Regions from separate parts of the Sus scrofa genome. Here region 1 is linked to region 2. The links are chromatin contacts, called in public Hi-C maps. All regions are on one chromosome and are shown on one strand. Each heading gives the region's core, a stretch centred on a gene start, on an enhancer-like site or on the middle of the called end of the contact. The rest is flanking DNA. Distances are from core to core; before and after follow the strand shown.

What was found. Hi-C and Micro-C count contacts between places; a contact is called where the count stands out from the background.
Region 1: a contact with region 2 is called in a Hi-C map of fetal liver, with 1.6 times the contacts expected there. The contact joins the promoter of LOC106507939 here to the enhancer-like site in region 2. A contact is called at or near these places in 2 of 5 promoter capture datasets (fetal skeletal muscle and liver) and 2 of 47 Hi-C or Micro-C datasets (embryonic fibroblasts and fetal liver).

What each region holds. Positions count from the first base shown.
Region 1 is chr11:9,910,436-9,915,285 of Sscrofa11.1, reverse strand. LOC106507939 reads right to left here and starts at 2,514. Exons shown (of 4, transcript XM_021065188.1): 1 at 1,964-2,514. The coding sequence starts at 2,435. All of the region lies in intron 1 of LOC110255744 (a long non-coding RNA gene), which reads left to right.
Region 2 is chr11:9,084,934-9,089,556 of Sscrofa11.1, reverse strand. PDS5B (sister chromatid cohesion protein PDS5 homolog B) reads right to left here. Exons shown (of 35, transcript XM_021065557.1): 2 at 3,038-3,164; 3 at 1-28. The coding sequence starts at 3,145. Among named protein-coding and RNA genes, the nearest start is that of PDS5B, 73 kb to the right of the region's middle. Within about 2 kb of position 2,901, at least 3 of the 83 cell types and tissues checked have an H3K27ac peak or open chromatin away from gene starts, as enhancers often do. A contact at or near this core is called in fetal liver, where this site is marked.

The sequences.
Region 1 (4,850 bases), core at 1,265-3,764, 830 kb before region 2:
GAGTAGGATTCATTCCTCAAATTTCACTATGAATTTGTTCCTTTAATCACTTCAGTGACATTATTAAAATTGATTTTGACCCATAGAAACTTTACTGAATTATTATTGCAAAAACAGCATTTCTGTTGCCCGCACTGATCTTTAGATATATTAATTTACAAATCAAGGGTATTTTTTATAATAAGGTCAGTCATATCAGACCAAACATTCTAAACTTTCATATCAGTTTTAGGACTAATTTCAGCTATGAACATACAAACCTATCTAAAAAATTTGTATTTCAATTAGGCATAAGGATAAAATTTGCAGTGTGCCTGCACTTTATCCACTGTCAATAAGAGAAAAGGCCTGCAGGAAAGATTAGGTAAGCCATTTCTGCAAATGAGGTGACCATTTTTACAAATGAAAACACTGTGTACATTTGGCAACTGGCATGACAGGGTGGAGCGGGGTTGCTAGAAGATTCAGTGAAAGAAAATTTGAGAAGATACAAAGGACTAACTAATATCTATGTCCTTTTTGGGAAATTTTGGTGTCTACCAAAAAGCAAAATGAGAATGTTAGGTTGTAACAATTTTGCCCTTACTGGTCATTTCTGATTTACTGACTTTTAACAGTGAATGGGAAGGACAGAAATTACAGCAGGATAATTGAAATATTTAGTATAACTGTTACCACAGTACCCTCTCTCACACATACACAATGTGTTTATGGGCAGTAGTTGCTTTAATGTGTGACTATTCATTCACGTCGAACTTTCCTGGCTCTAGTGCTTAGTTTGTTACTTGCCCACAATGGATTTCTCCAGATTTAGTTATCACTTGTAATCAATTGCAAAGAGCATTATCTCCCTCCCACCCCGCTTTTTGAGGGCCACTCCCGCAGCATATGGAAGTTCCCAGGGTAGGGGTCAAATCGGATCGGAGCTGTAAGCCACAGCCACAACTACAGCAACCTAAGATCCCAGCCACCTCTGCGACCTACACCACAGCTCAGGGCAAGGCTGGATCCTTAACCCACTGGGCAAGGATACGAATCAAACCCCCGTTCTCATGCATTACTGACAAAGCAACCCTCAACTCTATAAATTATTCCAAGTGTGGTGCTACTACCCACAGCTTAAGTTATCACCAGAGAATTTATCAGAGTCGTGATTATTCAGCTCTACCCCCAGCCTTTCCCAGTTAAAATCTTTCAGGTTAAGGCCAATCTATTTTAACAAGTCTTCCAGGGACACCTGATGCATGCTCACGTTTGAGAATCGCTGCCGCAGGAGAATCGCCCAGTGAAGCAGTGCTTTCAGTAGGCGCTGAAGGCTACAGGAAACTTCCTTCACTAACTTCCACTTAAAATACTCAGTTAAGCCGCGTTCTGGTAAAGCCCTAAGAACAACCCATTGCTCACTACCAAACAATCAGGCCTCAAACTTCCAGGAAAATCGAGGTTCTTAAGCAAAAATTCATCAAGGAAGAATTTACATTGATTTTGCTAACTTAGGGGAAAGGTTTTCTTTTCCCCGTCCGTTATCTAAGAGAAATATGACACACGAACAAGTCTATATTTATCCGGAGTGTTTCTGAGGCTACCTTTCGGAAATTTCCTTGGCCTATTTTTTAAAAAGTTATCCATGAAATTCTCCCCTCCTTCAGGGGCTCCAAACACGTACGCTGTATGTTTAATCATCAAAGGGAAACAAAACCTCTTACAGCAGAAACCAATCTAAGACACAACACCTGTGCCATCTTCCCACCAAGCAAGAAATGGTGGAGCCCGGTCCCAAAAGACTAAGAAATCGACGCAGGGATGATTGAGAAGGACTCAAGAGCAAAGTATGAGGAGACAAAAAAAGACCTGCTTTTTTTCTGGGCTTAAAACTAGAGAAAGAACTCCGTTTCCGCTCCATCTCGGGTATTTTCAAGCTAACACATACAAGCAGCTACCAATTCAAAGTGCTGCAAAGTACCTCCTGCGCGGGAACTCGGCAGGGCGGAGCCTCTGGTCGCTCCCTTCCCGAGGGCGGGACAGAGCAGAACCGGGGCCGCGTTTTCTCTGGAAGGTTCCGAAAGGCGCGCGCCCCCTCCGCGGGCGGCGAGACACTCGGCACCAGATGGCGCTGCCGCACCGAGAGCCGGAGCCTGGGCGGCAGGAGAGAAGGGAAGAGGCGTCACCGGATCCTTTCTGTCGCCGGAAATGCGCGCTGCCGGCGGCCTCGGGTCCCGGATATTAAGATTTCTGGAGGGTTCCCGCGTGAGGGCGGGACTAGAACCGGAACCGAACAGCGACCGTCGGGCCTCGGGGCGGAAGCCCGGGGCGGCGCCAGCGGGGGGCTGGTTTCTGGTGCGCGCGCCTCGCTGGGGGCGCGAGGGGGCGGGACCTCGCTCGCACTTGCGCGTTTTGGGGACGTAGGCGCTGCCGGGACGTGCGTCTTTCTCCATCTTTGCACGTTTGTTGGCCCGGCAAGGCGGAAATGGTGGCGTAGTAGGTTTTTTGTGTTTTTTTTTTTTCCCCCCCTCCATCCCCTCCCGCCCACAGGGTTGGGGTTTCTGGCTGTGAGTGAGGTTTCTGGAAATCTCTGTGGAAAGTTAATGGTATGTGAGGTAAAAACGCGAGCTTTATTTTCCCCTTGAGTCTTAAGCGATCCAGATGCCTGCTGGGCGCGGTCCCAGTGCTGGGCTGGACCCAGCCTTTCCCTCTAAATCTCTTCCTGCACCGGCTTGATCCACCCAAAGTGTCGTTAAGCATCCGTCCTGAGGCAGTAGGAGTGTCACTCGTGAAAAGGAACGTGGGCAGATACATTCTTCACGTGGAACCTAAAAACGCTTTTTAATTATGTCAGGAAGCATGTCTTGGTTTTTTAGCAGTGCTTCTCAAGAACTCATGGAGTTCATCGGCTTTATCGTCACGTTTTTGTCAGTAACATTTTATGTTCTTTGTTTTATGGTGTCTTGGTCTTTATCAAATATTAATTACGGGAAGGCCGCTTGTGCAAACCGTTCGAAAGGAGAAGAATTCTCCATTTCCATTTTTACAAGACAGGGGCAAACCACTTTTAAAGGACGGATCTAGGAACTCGTGAGAGTGCCCTGGTTTGGTTTGGTTTTTAAATGCAGCATCGAAACGACCAAAGGTAGCAAAAATAAATTCTCTGTGAAGCCATACTAATCCAACTTTAATTTTAGACCAATTCTGAAAGTGTTAGCAGCAAGGTACCCAGTTCTCCCAAGAAATTTCTTGGTAGACACTTTTATCTTTGTATTTCAGAGTTCCTTCCAATCTGCGGCCTACGTAAAAACTTGAGTCCTTGTGAAAGCCAGATTGAAAGGAATAGAGATTTATTTAAAAGAGTTATACTGAGAGAAATGGGAAGATTGGGGAATAAAAGATTGTCTGGAGTAGCCACATAAAGACATTTTATAGTTTTTGGTTAAAACCCTTTGGTGGGTTTTGGTAACAGGTGTTGTGAAGAAAGCTACTGTCAGTGGAGGAGTCCCATGATGTACATTTATGTGAGAAACCAAAAAAAATTGGGCAGGATCATTGGGGACTGATCACAGTGTGTGAGCAGGAGGCTAGATGCAGGCGGCACATAATGGAAGACATTAGGAAACACATGAAAGCAAAGGTCAGAGCTAAAGGGGCAATGGATGTGGAAACACTGATTTGGAAACTGGGGAAAAACAGGTTTTAGACCTCAAACTGAATGTGTAGAATAAGGAATAAATTCTTCATTAGATGTTTTGTTTTGGGATATATTGCATTTAGCTGCTTATTTTAACTTTATGTTCCTGTCTTCCCTATATTTCATGTACAAACAACCTTAAATTGAAAGAAAGAGTGCTTAATTTTGCCACCATTATACTAGTAATTTACCCTAGCATAGTGCTTCCCAGTGTAAGGAATTATTTACTTAATTGAGTCTGTTTATGTATATTCACAAGTGGTGGCATTAAAGTTGCTTCTCTGCAAATACCTTCAACCCCTTTCCCTGACTTCTGTTACTTGCCTGGCAAAACCCGGGTCATTATTGAACTCATGATTCACAGAAAGTGCTTAGCTCACCAGCTTAACAGTCAGGTGAACAAATGGGATCTCACCCATATGGTCTCTCCCCCAGTCCACAAAGACTCTTTTCTGTAGTTACTCTGCCCTCTTTAAACCAGGTATTTTATTCCCTTTTGGAATCACCAACTTCTTCCTCAACCAATGACTTTGCCTCATCCTTTTTTGAGAAAAGAATCATGAGCCTAGTCAAGAATTAGCTCCTCTTCCCACCATGTAATTTACCTGCATCTCTACTCTTTTAATTGTCTTCCCTCTAGTTTAAACGGATGATGAGTCTTTCAATCAAATGACAACAGTTAGTATTATCTGTTTAGCCATTTGAATTGATACATGGTGATATTTAATTTTGGGGAAATATGTTCAAAGCTTTTGCCCATTTTAAAAATTGATTTTGTTTTCTTACAATTGAATTGCAGGCGTTACTTACATAATATGCCCACACCTTTTTTTCTTTATTGAAATATGATTGACATGGAAGATCTGAACATATTTATGTATACAACTTGATAAGTTTGGAGATAAGTTATACATCCACAAAACTGTCATCACAATGTATGCCATAAACATATGCATTACCTCCAAAAGTTTCCTCCTGCCCTCATTGTTTATTATTTTGTTATAGAAGTACTTAACAGGAGTTCCCGTCCTGGCGCAGTGGTTAACGAATCTGACTAGGAACCATGAGGTTGTGGGTTCGATCCCTGGCCTTGCTCAGTGGGTTAAGGATCTGGCATTGCCGTGAGCTGTGGTGTAGGTCGCAGACGTGGCTCGGATCCTGCGTTACTGTG
Region 2 (4,623 bases), core at 1,652-4,151:
CCATATCCATGAAAGTTTTCACAACCATCTATATAAAAATAAAATAACCAAATAATGAAAACCTCCACATAAAACTATATTCATTTGAAATAAAAGCCATATTCATTACAAAGGTTAACTTCCAATAAATACATGTTCATGTTTCCCCTGCAAGTATCTGACAGAACAAGGTCCTTCTAAACTGGGGAGTAAATATAACTTTTCTTTAAAAGATTAAATAAAATACTTGTCACTTACCCATCATACCTGTTAATTAGATTTTTAAACTTTGAAAGTAGCCGTACATATTACTTCTAGTCTCATTTGTACAACACTGAGCTTAAGCAAACATTTACATAAAAGAAGTGGGATGGAAACAAGAATGGTGAAAAATTACATAGTTTGAATTCTGTGAAGCGCTTTCTCTAATTTCAGTATCAGTAGTCACAGCCTCAGTCCTGCTTCTATTTCACATAAGACTTAACAAAACTGCCTAACTTCACAGGAAAATTTAAATACAACTCTAACGCAAAGGTGACTATCTGATATCCACTAGGTGGTGCTAACAAATACTAATCAACAAGCAGGGATGGCCAACTAGTCTGTGACTTGGTCCTTGAGACGTAGTGCATAGATGACCACTCTGCCACAGATTTAGAGTTCTGAATAATGAACTGTCCAATGTGCTTCTAAATTCTCAGAGCAGCTGTGGCTAAGAGTGTTCCTCACAGAGCAGACTCTCAGTTCATTACACAAGAGGCCAGGACTACTAGTGGCCCAATGCTTCCAGCCTGACACTACAATTAACTTAAGGGAATAATGTGCAGGGCCATTCACCTAACTTTTTGATTTTATTACTTTTAAGATATAAAAGTAATAAAACTTTTAAGATATACCTGATGGCCTAGGTATATTATTAAAAAAAAAATAAGAGCTATCTCTATATATACAAGGAACTATTCTCTTCCCTGAAATCTCTTCACAGGTGAGAGACTGAATATATTTTGAGTATATTCTGAATAAAATTAAAAACTCTACAAATTACATAAATAAGGACACCTTCCAAATTAACAAATTTTTATAATTTATAAAACTTATACCTGTACTTATACATATCAAAAATTACCATCATCCCAACATTAAATTATTTCTATATTTCTCCTATGGAGGTTGCTTAAAATAGTGGGAAGAATAAATTAGAAAAAAAATGAAGTTTTTGACTTCTGGGCGTACATTACTGCTGGGCATAAATAATGAAAGTATACTACAAGCACTAAATGTGAGCACCATGGAAGTCATTCCACCAAAACCAACAACAAAGTTTACTCAAGGGCTAAATAAAAGAAATCCCTCAATACAACCCAAAGAGCGTCAGAAAAACTCAGGAATAACTCATATATGAGTCCTCTAAATTACAAAAGACGTCTGAGATACCTAGGGGAAAAAAATGCATTGTACCATGATTAAAACTGTGAAAACTTTCAAAAGATATCTGAAAAAATAGCATCCCTAAAAGACATTAAATGCTAATATCTTGTATGTGTAATTTCTTAGGAAACAATAAGGCTATCACTGCTGACATATAAAGTCACCTAAGGAAATTAATGTATTCATTTCTCTAAAAACTTAATAGGTCAAGAAAATATAGATATATAGAAATGAAAAATATCATATATAGAAAGTTTGTAATGTCATTTTAAATAAAATATACACAAATTCCCAAATAGATAAAATATGCACAAACTGGTAAATTTAATCTGCTTCAATGTCTTTTGCTTTGAATAATAAACACCTTATATCTGACATTCTAATACTTTATGCATAAGGATATAACACTGAGACTTTATATGAAACTTATAATAGTGTTAGGATCTTTTTATTCTAATAAAAATAAGCCATGCAGCAATAAAATAGTACTTTAAGGCTCCTGGGCCTTCAATGATTAATTAAGGCAAGTTTTCTAGACTTGAAATACAAGTAAATACTAAGACAACAAGCAATATAAATGTCTACGTGGATTTAACATAGAAGGGAAAAATGCTCAAAAATAAAGAACATCTGAACTAACTAATAATTAATTTAACAATCTACTTGGGAGTTCCCTCTGTGGTGCAACAGATGAATGGCATCTCTGCAGCACCAGGACACAGGTTCGATCCTCAGCCCAGCACAGTGGGTTAAAGAGTCCGGCATTACCACAGCTGAGGCTCAGATATGATGCCTGGCCCAGGAAGCGCATATGCCGCAGGGCAAACAAAAAAGAAAAAAAGAAACAAACGATCTTCTTGGACATTCTGCTCCTTTAACCACTGTAATCAGAGACCACCACTGCTCAGAAAAGATGAAATATTATCCAAACAAATATGAAGAGTCTAACCGTCCACTGAATCATGTATGGAAGTTCATCATCAATCCTGACTTATACTACATATCTGAAGCAGAAAGAGAAGCTAAAAGTAAAGCTCTTTAAGCCTACTCTTAAAATACAAGAAAGTAAAATACGGCCTTTAGTACAAAGTAGAAAGAGTTAAAACTTTTCTCAGGTTAAAACGGTTACTTTTTTAAAATAAATGAGACACAGAAGAAAGGAAACAACTTTCTATAGACAACAATGAGTATAGAGTACTGTGCATTTGTTCTTTATACCCACATATAGGAGGCCATAGAAAAATCTCAGCTCCGCCTCTCCAGCTGCACTCCCATGAACAAGAAACTACAGGTCTACAGTTCTTGATCTACCCCACTTTCTGAGATCCTAATTGCAGCTGATTAGTTTTGGCATAAGACATCTCCTGTTTTGTCTTTTTTTTTTTTTTCCTTTTCTTTTTTTTGGCCATGCCTGCAGCACGTGAAAATTCCTGAGCCAGGGACAGAACCTGCCACAGCACCCCAAGCACATGGGTGACACAGCTGGATCTTTAACCCTCTGGGCCACCAAACGGCCTCCTGATTTGCTTTTCTTAGGCTGATCTAACAACATACAACCATATGTGATCATCCCCCTCAACTTAACCCATCTTTACCACATGCCCAAAAGATATAATTGAATTTTACTCACCTTTAACCGTCTAACCATCTCCTCTTTAGATATTTTATCTGAGATTTCTTTGACACCAGGAGGATAGGTAATTTTTCCATCATTGGTCCTTGTCTTTGAATGAGCCATGATGGAAATATTTTTACCCCTAAAACAAAAAATACTATTAGAAGCAAACCAAAAAATAAGTATTAACAACCATTCATAAAAAAACATGAAAAAGAATCACTCTCTACACACACACACAAATTTATAACTATTCCTAATTTACAGTAATTCACTTTTCTAGTTGATGAAAATCATTTTATTGAATATATCCCCAACTTTTTAAATTTTGTCTTTACTTTCATTTCCCTTATTGGCAAGCTAGAATATTTGCACTAACCTTCCAACTACAAAAACTGTAAGTGATAAATATATATATGTATTTATATGGGTGCTTTTTTTTTTTTAATAGCACCATGTATGACTTGGGCCAAAATCTAAGAGAATTCAGGAACCCAGAGAAGTAAATGGAGCATTATATCCATTTCACCTTGAGGGCATCTTGCCAACCCTGAAAAATCTAAAGTTAGTTTTGGTAATCTTACGGAAAAAGGAAGAAAAATTCCTATGAAGGTGGAATGTCAAATAAGAGACCCTTCTAATATTAACATAGAATCCTATCCCAAACCCGAGAAAGATAACACTTGCAAAGGAAAAGAGTTAAACAAAGGGTTAACATGTGTCCACGTCCCCATTACAATCCACAAGGGACAGCAGACAAGGCTGTCGTGGTACTAAGTAATAGCAGATACAAGAGAGGAACAGCTTATTAGTTTTGGCCCTAAGCCTACACATTTGCTGAGGTTCACATTGCCTAAGTAGTCCAGAGAACAGAAACTCACAAACTCAGTGACCTCCAACTAGGAGCACCCCAAGCGCCCAAAATAAGTAAATTCGAGTCCTCCTGAAGGAGAGCACCTTCATTCCACACCTCAAAGAATCCCTATATGATGTTTCTAGGGTAATAAGCATTATCAAGTCAAAAATAATCAAGCACCTAATGAAACAAGGCACTATAAGTAAGAACCAGCAGAAATCAGACCTGCATGAACAGACCCAGGAAGACTTCCAACATTACAATTACCAAACAGAATATAAAACCACCATACAGCTGGCCAACATGGATCTGAACTGCATGGGTCCACTTAGACGGAGAGCTTTTTCAGTAAGTACTACATTACTACACTGTTGTTGGTTGAATCTGCCAATACAGAACCATGAATACAGAGGGTCAGCTATAAAGTTAGGAGAGAAGCTGGAACCTGGGACTCTTTGCTTCAGTGCTTGCACCTGAACAAACGTCTTCTCAAGCCACAAAATACAAAGAAAGTATAAAGGACCAAAAATAACTCTGTGCATGCGTAGCTGGGGCAAATTATGGACAACAAGATACAAAAAGACTGAAAAAACTAACTCCTACTTTGAAAAACTGAGATCAAAAACAGGGTGTCGGGAACAAAAGCAGGGCACTATACATGCCCCCCTGCACACAACACCGCCAAAGGGGTAGGCAAACCCCTGATCCTGCCCCTACCTTCACTGCAGATAAGCAACCAGCACAC